Linked DNA regions of Mus musculus: region 1 is linked to region 2. Evidence: chromatin contacts called from public Hi-C data. All regions are on one chromosome and are shown on one strand. Each heading gives the region's core, a stretch centred on a gene start, on an enhancer-like site or on the middle of the called end of the contact. The rest is flanking DNA. Distances are from core to core; before and after follow the strand shown. Region 1 overlaps Gm35940 (a long non-coding RNA gene). Region 2 overlaps Mir100hg (Mir100 Mirlet7a-2 Mir125b-1 cluster host gene).

Region 1 (4,380 bases), core at 1,045-3,544, 370 kb before region 2:
TTAAAATGAACTGGGGCAGTAGAGACAGACAGACGGAGTCAGGATTTTTTCTGTTTTTATTTCCTACTTTGGGACTACAGAGAGTCAACTTACTGTTCTAGGGCAAAAACTGCTTGGGAGTGGTACGGAAAGATGGCTCAGAGGTTAAGGATACTTGCTGTTCTTTTAGAGGGTCGGAGTTCAGTTCTCAGCATCCATGTAAAATGGCTTACTACAGCTTGTATCTCTAGCTCTAGGAGAGATGATGGCCTCTTCTGGCTTTCGAGGGCACCTGCACTCACATGCACAAAATTACACACAGGCACACATGCCTACACATCATTAAACATAATTAAAATAACCATAAAAAATCTCCACCAAACCCTGTAAAATGCATATTGAGGTTTGGGGACTACAATAGACTGTAGACTCTAGAGGGAAAATACCACTTTACATGTTTAAGTTGAAGATAAAATAAGAAGCCAGTTAGCTAGCACCCTTTCTTTTAACATATAAATAGAAAAGCAGCTAGCACACAACCTGCTTTAAACCCTGGACCATCTAATTTTTAGATCCTTGAGTTAGCCACTGCAGGCCAGGAGAGTAGAGTTATGGGCATAAAGGAATAACATTCTTCCATCTGCGTACAAGTGGGCAGTTTTCAAAGGCTGTCTGTCACCTTGAATCTGGTGATCTCTGTCTGTTTAGATGGAAGATGGGGGCTCTCTAGAGGAAGTTGGAGGAGTCGACATTTTATCAACATAGACTTACTTTAGAGTTTGAAGTAGATCAATCATTTCTACCTCTACCCTCTTTAGCCTGCTATGATTTCCCAGCAAGAAAAATGTATTTTCTCTATGTATTTTCTCTAGTGATAAATCCATCATGGTGTCCCATGTTCTTCTTTTGAGAAAGGAATTCAGAGGACTACAATCTATACGCCTACAGCTTACAAAGCCCAGAGACCTAAGGAATTAAGTATTAGCACAGTCCAGGTGTGAATACTTACACAGTGTGATGGTTTGTACTCAATACCAGCTTGGTAGGATCTAAAGCCGCTCGGAGACAAACCCCTGAGGATGTTCATGAAGGGTTTTCTTTTAGACTAGCATCAGCAAGGTGAGACATATAACTGCTTGGCTGAATACAGAAGAGAGGGCCAGCTGAGCACCAGCTAGCGCCCATGGCTCTCTGCTTCCAGAACACAGATGTAATATGGGCAGTTGTCGTATGCTCCTTCCTGGCCATGATCGGCCATAGGCTCAAGGTATGAGCTCCAGTAGACCGTTCCTCTCTTACATTGTTTTTTGTCAGGTGGTTTGCTGACCTTTGAAATTGCCAGCACCACAATATTGCCAGGTACAAAGCTCAGAGTAGAGACCCGAGCAAATGAGTAAATAAGTAAATATCATTAGATTTTCTTTTTCAGATATTTCTTGGTTTATTAGTTTCTATTGGGCAGGATGCATAACTATCCAGGGATGTATAATGATGTCGGACTGTGAATTTTACGTGCCTGTCTGACATGTGGGTGCTCCTTGACCCTGACCTTTGTCCTTTTGCTTCCAGGTTAGTTTATGGGCCAGGTGAATGATATAATCCCACAGAATCCATGGTTGCACTTGGAGGGTGAACCTTGTCTTCTGTCTTGCAGACTCTGCTTCCAGAACAGACGGCTCCCTTCAAGAGAACCCAGTAGTTCACTCCCAGGTCTCAAAGGTGCTTGGAGTCAGCTAGGTTTCAGAGTAGTTTCAGATCAATCTCAAGAAGGAGGAAGCAGGCAAACCAACTGGTTATTGTCACAGGATTCTTTGTTTTGCACAGTCCAGCAAATTTTCCTTCTTCTATGACTATTGCAAAGGAGTGGGGGCAACAGAGGTGGGAGTGTAGGCCATGAATATTTAATCATGGCAAAGCAGGAACATATTATTTAGACAAACTGCTTAATAGCAACACTAGCCCCTCCTTTTTGGGGGGTGGCAGGGGTGCTGTCTCAACAACCCAGCTCCAGTCTTATGCATGCTTTAATCTTGGTTTCCTTTGAGGGGCTCCCATCTCTCCATCAAACTGCATCTCTAATTTAAACAGCTGTTAATAAGGGTTAAATCTGCAGGCTGAGCAGGCCCTTCACTCGTTACTTGCGAAGGGGAGGGGGGAATCAATGGAGCAGGAAGCCAGAGGGGCGTCCATTTTGAAAAGGTGTAATGAATTACGTTTCCTTAGTAAAGCTGGCAACCTCCAGTCCAGCTCCCACCGCCTGCCTTTCACATACTCAAGCCCTCTGTGACACATCAAATTTAATGAGACTGCACAGATCTCAAATAAGGAAGGGGAGCGTTGTTACTACCGCTGCCTGGGCACTTTATTAAGGAGGATCAGAGAGAACTCTCTGGCTTTAAAAAGAGCCCTTAAAGGCGAAGGGTATTTTGGCATGAGTGGAGGGAGGTCTCCGATTGCCATGGTTCAGGTCCCCTCTGGAGCATTTTAACAACCCAAGTTCAGTGTGAGCTTTGGGATCACAGGGTTAGCAAACAGCTCCTCAAACCTCAGGACCACTACAACCAAGAGGATTGTGGTAGGTAACGAGGAAGGTTTTGATTTAAGCTATCCCCCCACCCCAAGGCCATTAGAAGCACACAGAGAGAAGCCAGTATTTCTGTCGTAGGTTTGAGAGGCAGTGTATTATCCAGATACCAAGAGACATTATCTCATGTGCCGTTCTTGTTAGTAATTCATCAAGCTGAAAAGAGAAAATACTTTAACCTGGATCTTCAGTGGACTTGTTTACAATACGAGAAGGGTAAGGGTAGGCTTTGACTTGACACCAAAATTTAGTTAAAGTTCTGGTCAGTTTCAGAGAACAAAAGAAGTGACTCATGATATGCCAAGCCAAGAAAGTTTGTGACAGGCATTCACATCTTCAGAGAAAAAAATTTTCTTTTTCTGGTTTCTAGAACTTTTTTTTCTTAACCTCCTAATCAGTGTTAAGATTTTTTTTCTCTCTTTTACCCTATGTGAGAGAAAAATGTAAAATAAAATAAGACAAAAGATTTTTGACCTTTTACATTAACCTGTAGTCATTTGCCAGATACGGGGGCTGAGTGGTTTATGGTCCTGACATTGTAAGGAGCATGCTTACAGAGTGCCAAGCCATAATGGGTTTTGATCAGTAGGTTGCCATGTGTGACCTTGGGCATAGTCCATATTAATTATCAATATCTAGCACATAGCAGGAGTAGTATTAATGGCCACTGACACATGGACACACTTCTGTGCTGTAGATGTGGTTATTGTCATTTCACAGATCGGGGCCCACAGCCTAGCAATGGGTTTGAGGTCACCTTGCTAGTGAGACGCAGAGCCATGCATCTTTATCTGGTCTTCCTCCTACAAAGCCTGAACTCCTAATCACAGTTTTCATGTTTCAACCCTGCTCTTTTTAAAAGCCTTCTTTGGGGCTAGAGAGAGAAAGTTAAAGAGCACTTGCTTCTCTTTCAAAGGATTTGTTTCCCAGCATTCATGCTGAGTGGCTCACAACCATCTGTAACTCTACACTCCAGGGGGCTCTGGTGCCCTCTTCTGGTGTCTGATGGTACATGCATGCATGTGTGCATACACATACAGTTAGACACACATACACATAAATAATAATTAAAAAAAACTAAGACTCTAGAAACATATAGAAACCAACAAAGAGTATTCATTGTGTTTCAGTGAAGTAAAATAACTATTGATGTAGTAGTTCGGCTTCCCTTTGGCCAGCCTTCTAACCTCATCTTCTAGTCTACATTTGTTAGGTTTGCATTGGAGTTCCTGGTCCAGTTTCATTCTCTATTCACATGGTCCTCTCTTCAAAGCCATCACATCTTTTCCTTGAGTTTTCCACTTTGAGAATTACTTTGGCTATCTTCCTCTGTTCATTGACTGGGCAAAGCAGAAAACTGACCAGTGAGAGGGTTGGGCTCAGGCCCAGGACTCCTAATCGGGAATAAAAGGGAGCAAAGCCATCAGGTAGGTCTAAATCACTTCACTTCCCAGAATGTTGCTTCTCTGGAGCACAGAGGTCCAGAAAGAAAAATAACTCAAAGGAAGTATGGCAAAGAGAATCTATGTGGGATGTGTCGAAACAGGCTCTAGAGGATGCGTCAGGGAGGGCAGCACATGCAACATTTTAGCATGGCAACCTTATTGCCAGGGTGCTCTGAGGGGGAATAGTGAAGTGACACTCTTAGGTCTTTCCAGACAATATCTTATTTTCTTTCCTTTGGGGAATTAATGTGGGTTCTTTTCCAGAAGAGTTCCATAAGTCCTGCCAGAGCGATGAAGTCATCTCTTTTGTCCACTCAACCTCTCTGGCTCTTTGTGTTGCTTCATAGTCTGGTTTCATCTTAGGTAGACAGA
Region 2 (4,645 bases), core at 705-3,204:
GCTAAGCTGGCCAGTGAACTTTGGAGATCGTCCTGCTTCTGCCTCCCTCGAGTTGAGGTTGTGAGCCTCTACCACCACACCCAACATTTTTACGTGGATCCTGGGAATCGAACTCAGACCCTTAAGCTGGCAAGGAAAGCATTTTACTGGCTGATCCATCACCACCACCATCCTGCCCAGTCTTAAAGGTGCCTCTTTGGGGAGGGAGGATATACCCCTCAGAGGTTCCTAGTCTGAGCAGATACAGGCTAGAACATGGAAGTGAGTTATTCCCCAAGATTTACAGGTGGCTCCCTGTCCTTTAGCCTCTAATTTCCTACCTGCCAAATGACCTGTTGGAACTCAGAGTAGCTACCATGTGCTTCATCTGAGCAGCAGCCTGGTTGTGGGTCCCTCCTTCCTCTCCATGTCATGTTGACTTGCAAGGAGAGTTCCTGGTCTAGGTGTCCAGCTTCAAAGATGCTTCAAGGACCACATTCCTTGGATGCAGACAAACAGGATTACCTGCTTTGCTCTCTCTCTCCTAATACACAGAAGGCTGTTGTGTGAAGGACACAAGCAAACCAAGAAGCAGAAAACAGAGACTCTTGAAGTCATCAAGGTTGGATGACATGATCTATAAGTCAGCATCCCATTCTAGAAAAGAGCTGAAAGGACTTCTCAAATCAAGGCAGTTGTAGGTCAACCAATCACTGCAGTCCTCTGGATGTGTGTATTTATCTGGACATCATGCTCTCTCCCAGCCATTTAAAAAAAGTATATGGAAATTGTCTGCTTGTCCTCTATGTTCCCAGTGGTCAGTTGCTGTACTTAACACCAGCACCTCCCAGTGCTAACACAGAGCAGGAATTTAGTAAGTGCTTACTGAGCAAAATGAATGTGCCCCCTCGCTCGAGGGCTCTTGCTGGCACAGCCACTCACTTCTTCTCTTTCCCAAGAGTATCATGTAACCTTTGCTCTCAGGAAGTTCTGACTTGCGTTTATCTCAAGTCTCTTTTATGCATATATTTCTGAGTTTTATTTTTTCCCTTCTAATTTCAAAAAACAATTGCTGGTCATGTGCCTCACGCTTATCAGAGTAACTGCAGAAGTCAGCCATTCTACAAAGTCAGCTTTATTTAAGGAATTAAATTGGAAATGAGCATTTGAGATCTCGGGGCCACCTTTCCCTTTTGATAGACAAATAGCAAAGAATTTTTTAGATGAAGTTTGAGACAGACACAGAGGTACACCTGTAATCCCAACACTCTACAGGCTAAGGTGGGAGAACCATAAGTTGGAGGTTAGCCTATGCTACAGAGTGAGACCTACCTCGAAAATGATACCTAGAGGATTTTGATCAGCTAGAGTCTTGGCATTACAGTGACGTTTTGAGGTGAGCCTCCAATATGCCATGCTTATATTACATGTGTAAGTATATGTTTAAGGGACAAATGTGTAAGAACCTATTGTCAAGAGCTGATCAGACTAGAACAGGGAACCATCGGAAGGCAAGAAAAGCAAACCTTTTCTCTCTGTGGTCCTTTGTTTAAAATCACTAACTCATTGGTGAGGATGCAGGAAAGTCCCAAGAGTTTAAACAACACAATGAACCAAAAATCAAACTTGAGAAAACTGGGACGGGGGTAGGGGTGGGGGGTGGGGGCTGTCAATTGGTACAAATTGAGGATGTGATGAAAGTCCATTAAAGGACAAATGTCATATGCCCGTTGCCCTTTCAAAAGAAATGTTTGTGCGTTTTCACTGCTAAAGCAAGTTTCCACTGACCACACATTCAGAAAGCTAGCAAGAATTGCCCTTCAGCAGCCCTCAAACTGGCAGACTCCTTCCTTCTGGCCAGTGAGCTCAGGGTCTGCGTGACTGCAAGGCAAGTCATTTGGGGACACTGGAATTCTGAGCTAGGAGCCAGACGAGGCAACAAAGATAAGGTCTGGACAGAAACCTGGCAGCCTAAGCAACATCTGCTGGGACCAAGGGTTTGGCTCTGGCTCCTGCCGGGCTTGCTAGGGCTGCAAGCCGGGAAGCAGGCCTGTGGTGCTCCTGACAGCAGGTGGCGCAGGAGAGCAAAAACCAAACCCGGCAGGACCCAAGAGGAAGCAGGAACCATTGTGTTCTTCCGGCCTTTGCAAGTAAGCACCATTGTCAAGGGAGGCCACGGAGACCATGCTCGCCTCTTAACGTTCCACACATTTCCTCGGTGGGGTACAAAGTTACATGTGGGTCTTTCTCAGGGAAAGAAAAAAACAAGATGGGCCTAGAGATAAACCTTTCAGGAAATGTGCCACGAAAATCCAAGATTCAACATTGTACATTGATTTCAGAAGCCGGAGCTGAAAGGTGCAAACCACTCTGAACTCTGAGACAGGGCATGACCAAAGTTCAGTTTCTGAAGTTCCATCCACATCTAAAAAACAAAACCAAAACAATAACAAGGAAAACACCCACCTAACGTGACTGGCGGCAGTCTAGAACGCAACAGTTTTGAATAGCCACAGCAAGAAAGAAAACACAGGTGCATCTTTAATGAGACTAAAAGAAGCAACTTTAATGTCTCTCTCCTTCTAAGCTTGTCTCCAAATACATCCTTTGTGGGAAAAGGCAGTGTAAAGGCTCCCTTCCCACATAAATACCCAGAATTCCTCATATTCTGTGTTCCACAGGGAAGAGAAATTAGTCCTTCTTGTTCATTCTTTTTTGTTTTTTTTTGTTTTGGGGGGGTTGCTTGTTTGTTTGTTTTTCAAGACAGGGTTTCTCTGTATAGCCCTGGCTGTTCTTGTTCATTTTTATAGTATCACAAATTTAAGAACCTTATGCAGTAGAAGATTCTAAGTGCTGGCGGTGGGGGTGTACCTGACGTACAGGGTACAAAAGAGCCCTTCTTCTCAAATACACAATACCCCGTGAGCCTCAAAGCAGTAGGGGGCAAAGATGTTCTTCAGCTGTGTAGGTTGGCTTGGGGGGAAACCGTGAGTAAACGAGAGGAATTTTCCTTGTTTTTCCACTTGGTTTCCTTTTGTGTTGGGATTTCTTACACAGGCAAGGAGCTCTCTAAGCACCAGTGTTATATAAACCAGTGTTCAAAGTTTATGTAAGCGTGGAGAGCAAAGAGCTCCCTGGCTTAGAGAAAGTTGGTGGAACATTCAATGCATTTGTTCAACATTCAAGGCTCCCCAAAGCTTCTGGACGTTTTGCTTCACTAGTAGATGTGTTCTGGATCTATCATATGACCTACCTGCTGCCGTGGTGGATGCCCACACCATAGGTGTTTCAATGACAGAAAGTGTGAGTCAACAACAACAAAAAACAAAAAGAAACAGTTAACAGTACGAAGAAGAGAGAAGTCAATACCTCGGGGGCCGGGGGAGGGGGTCGGGGGGAGGGGGAGGGGGCCGGGGGAGGGGGTGTCAGGTCAGGAAACATGATGTGGAGGGGTATGGGTGGGAGTTATTTTATGTCCTGTGCCATTGTATATGTTTGAAATGCCTTTCTGCTCCGATAATTTTCCATTTGTGAATGATTTCTGGTCTTCCCGAATTGGTCACACTGTAACCCCCCTAAATCAGCATCCTGACCCTTACGAATCCCAAAGAAGTCTTCCACAGGAATGACACTCAAATCTTGATCTGTTACACTCGCCACTCGCCACCTGGAAGAGCATTTGGGTTATTTCACTCACTGCCTCCTACAACCTGCACCTAAGCCGCATCGCTAGCTACAATCAGAATGGGCACAGTTGCACCTCCAGTAGAAGATAATTGCTTTAGAATATCATCAATATTCTATGCTTAACATTCTCAGCATGTTTTTAATTGTAGCAGTCTTACTCTAGATAGCACAAGATCCTGCCTCAAGGCTCTCCATGCCCCTTCAAAGCTACAGGTTCACAGCCTCTACACTGGGTCTCCCCATCTTAACAAAGAAAAGGAGGAGTGTTTCCACTCATTCCCAGCAGACTGGAAGAGGACAGACACTAAGGTCAGCTTGAGACCCATTTTGCATGGTTGTTTTCCAGTCTGCATTGAGTATGACTATTCGATAGAAATGAGGTCTGAGTGATTCAATTTGACATGATAGCACTCTTTCATTTAATTTTAAAATAAATAAGGCTATCAATTTTTTTTTATTTAAACGCAGTTTAATGGACTGTATGACTCTGACACGTAGCAATCTGTTAAACCCATGTTTGGTTTCACAGATTTGTAATGCTGCGTAGTTTTAGTGGTGATTATCTTCTGAAGATCTGCTGGCTCTTTCTCTCTCTCCTCTTCAGGGGGAAGCTAGGAGATCCAGATGGCAAGGAAGGACTCTGTCAAACATATGCAGTCTCATCAGAAGGTGCCCATTCTTACAAACACCTTTTCCTTTACCTCTTTATGTAGCACACGAAGACTTAGTACACAGACCACAACTGGTCATACAGAAATCAATGGGACGTGGGGAGCCTAGCTCCAGTAGATATTTCTGCAGCATACATCGCCCCTGCATCTGTGGTTCAGAGCCCATCAAGGAAGAGGGGGATGGAAAGATTATGAAGGACCAGAGTACCATTCTCTCTTTCTCTGTGCTTCCTGTGTGGTGATAACGTGTGGTCAGCCTGTCTGTCTGTCTGTCTGCTCCTGCCTCCGTGTTTTCTCTGTTTGTCACC

What was found. Hi-C and Micro-C count contacts between places; a contact is called where the count stands out from the background.
Region 1: a contact with region 2 is called in a Hi-C map of uterus, with 4 times the contacts expected there. The contact joins two enhancer-like sites. A contact is called at or near these places in 4 of 484 Hi-C or Micro-C datasets (the BV-2 cell line, embryonic fibroblasts, trophoblast stem cells and 1 more) and 1 of 115 datasets of contacts at active chromatin or transcription factors (embryonic basal ganglia).

The regions. Positions count from the first base shown.
Region 1 is chr9:41,832,770-41,837,149 of GRCm38.p6, reverse strand. It overlaps Gm35940 (a long non-coding RNA gene), which reads right to left. Exons shown (of 3, transcript XR_379298.3): 3 at 2,633-4,380. Among named protein-coding and RNA genes, the nearest start is that of Gm35940, 29 kb to the right of the region's middle. Within about 2 kb of position 2,294, at least 19 of the 459 cell types and tissues checked have an H3K27ac peak or open chromatin away from gene starts, as enhancers often do. A contact at or near this core is called in uterus, where this site is marked.
Region 2 is chr9:41,459,325-41,463,969 of GRCm38.p6, reverse strand. The region is part of intron 3 of Mir100hg (Mir100 Mirlet7a-2 Mir125b-1 cluster host gene); the gene reads right to left. Among named protein-coding and RNA genes, the nearest start is that of Mir100, 70 kb to the left of the region's middle. Within about 2 kb of position 1,954, at least 92 of the 459 cell types and tissues checked have an H3K27ac peak or open chromatin away from gene starts, as enhancers often do. A contact at or near this core is called in uterus, where this site is marked.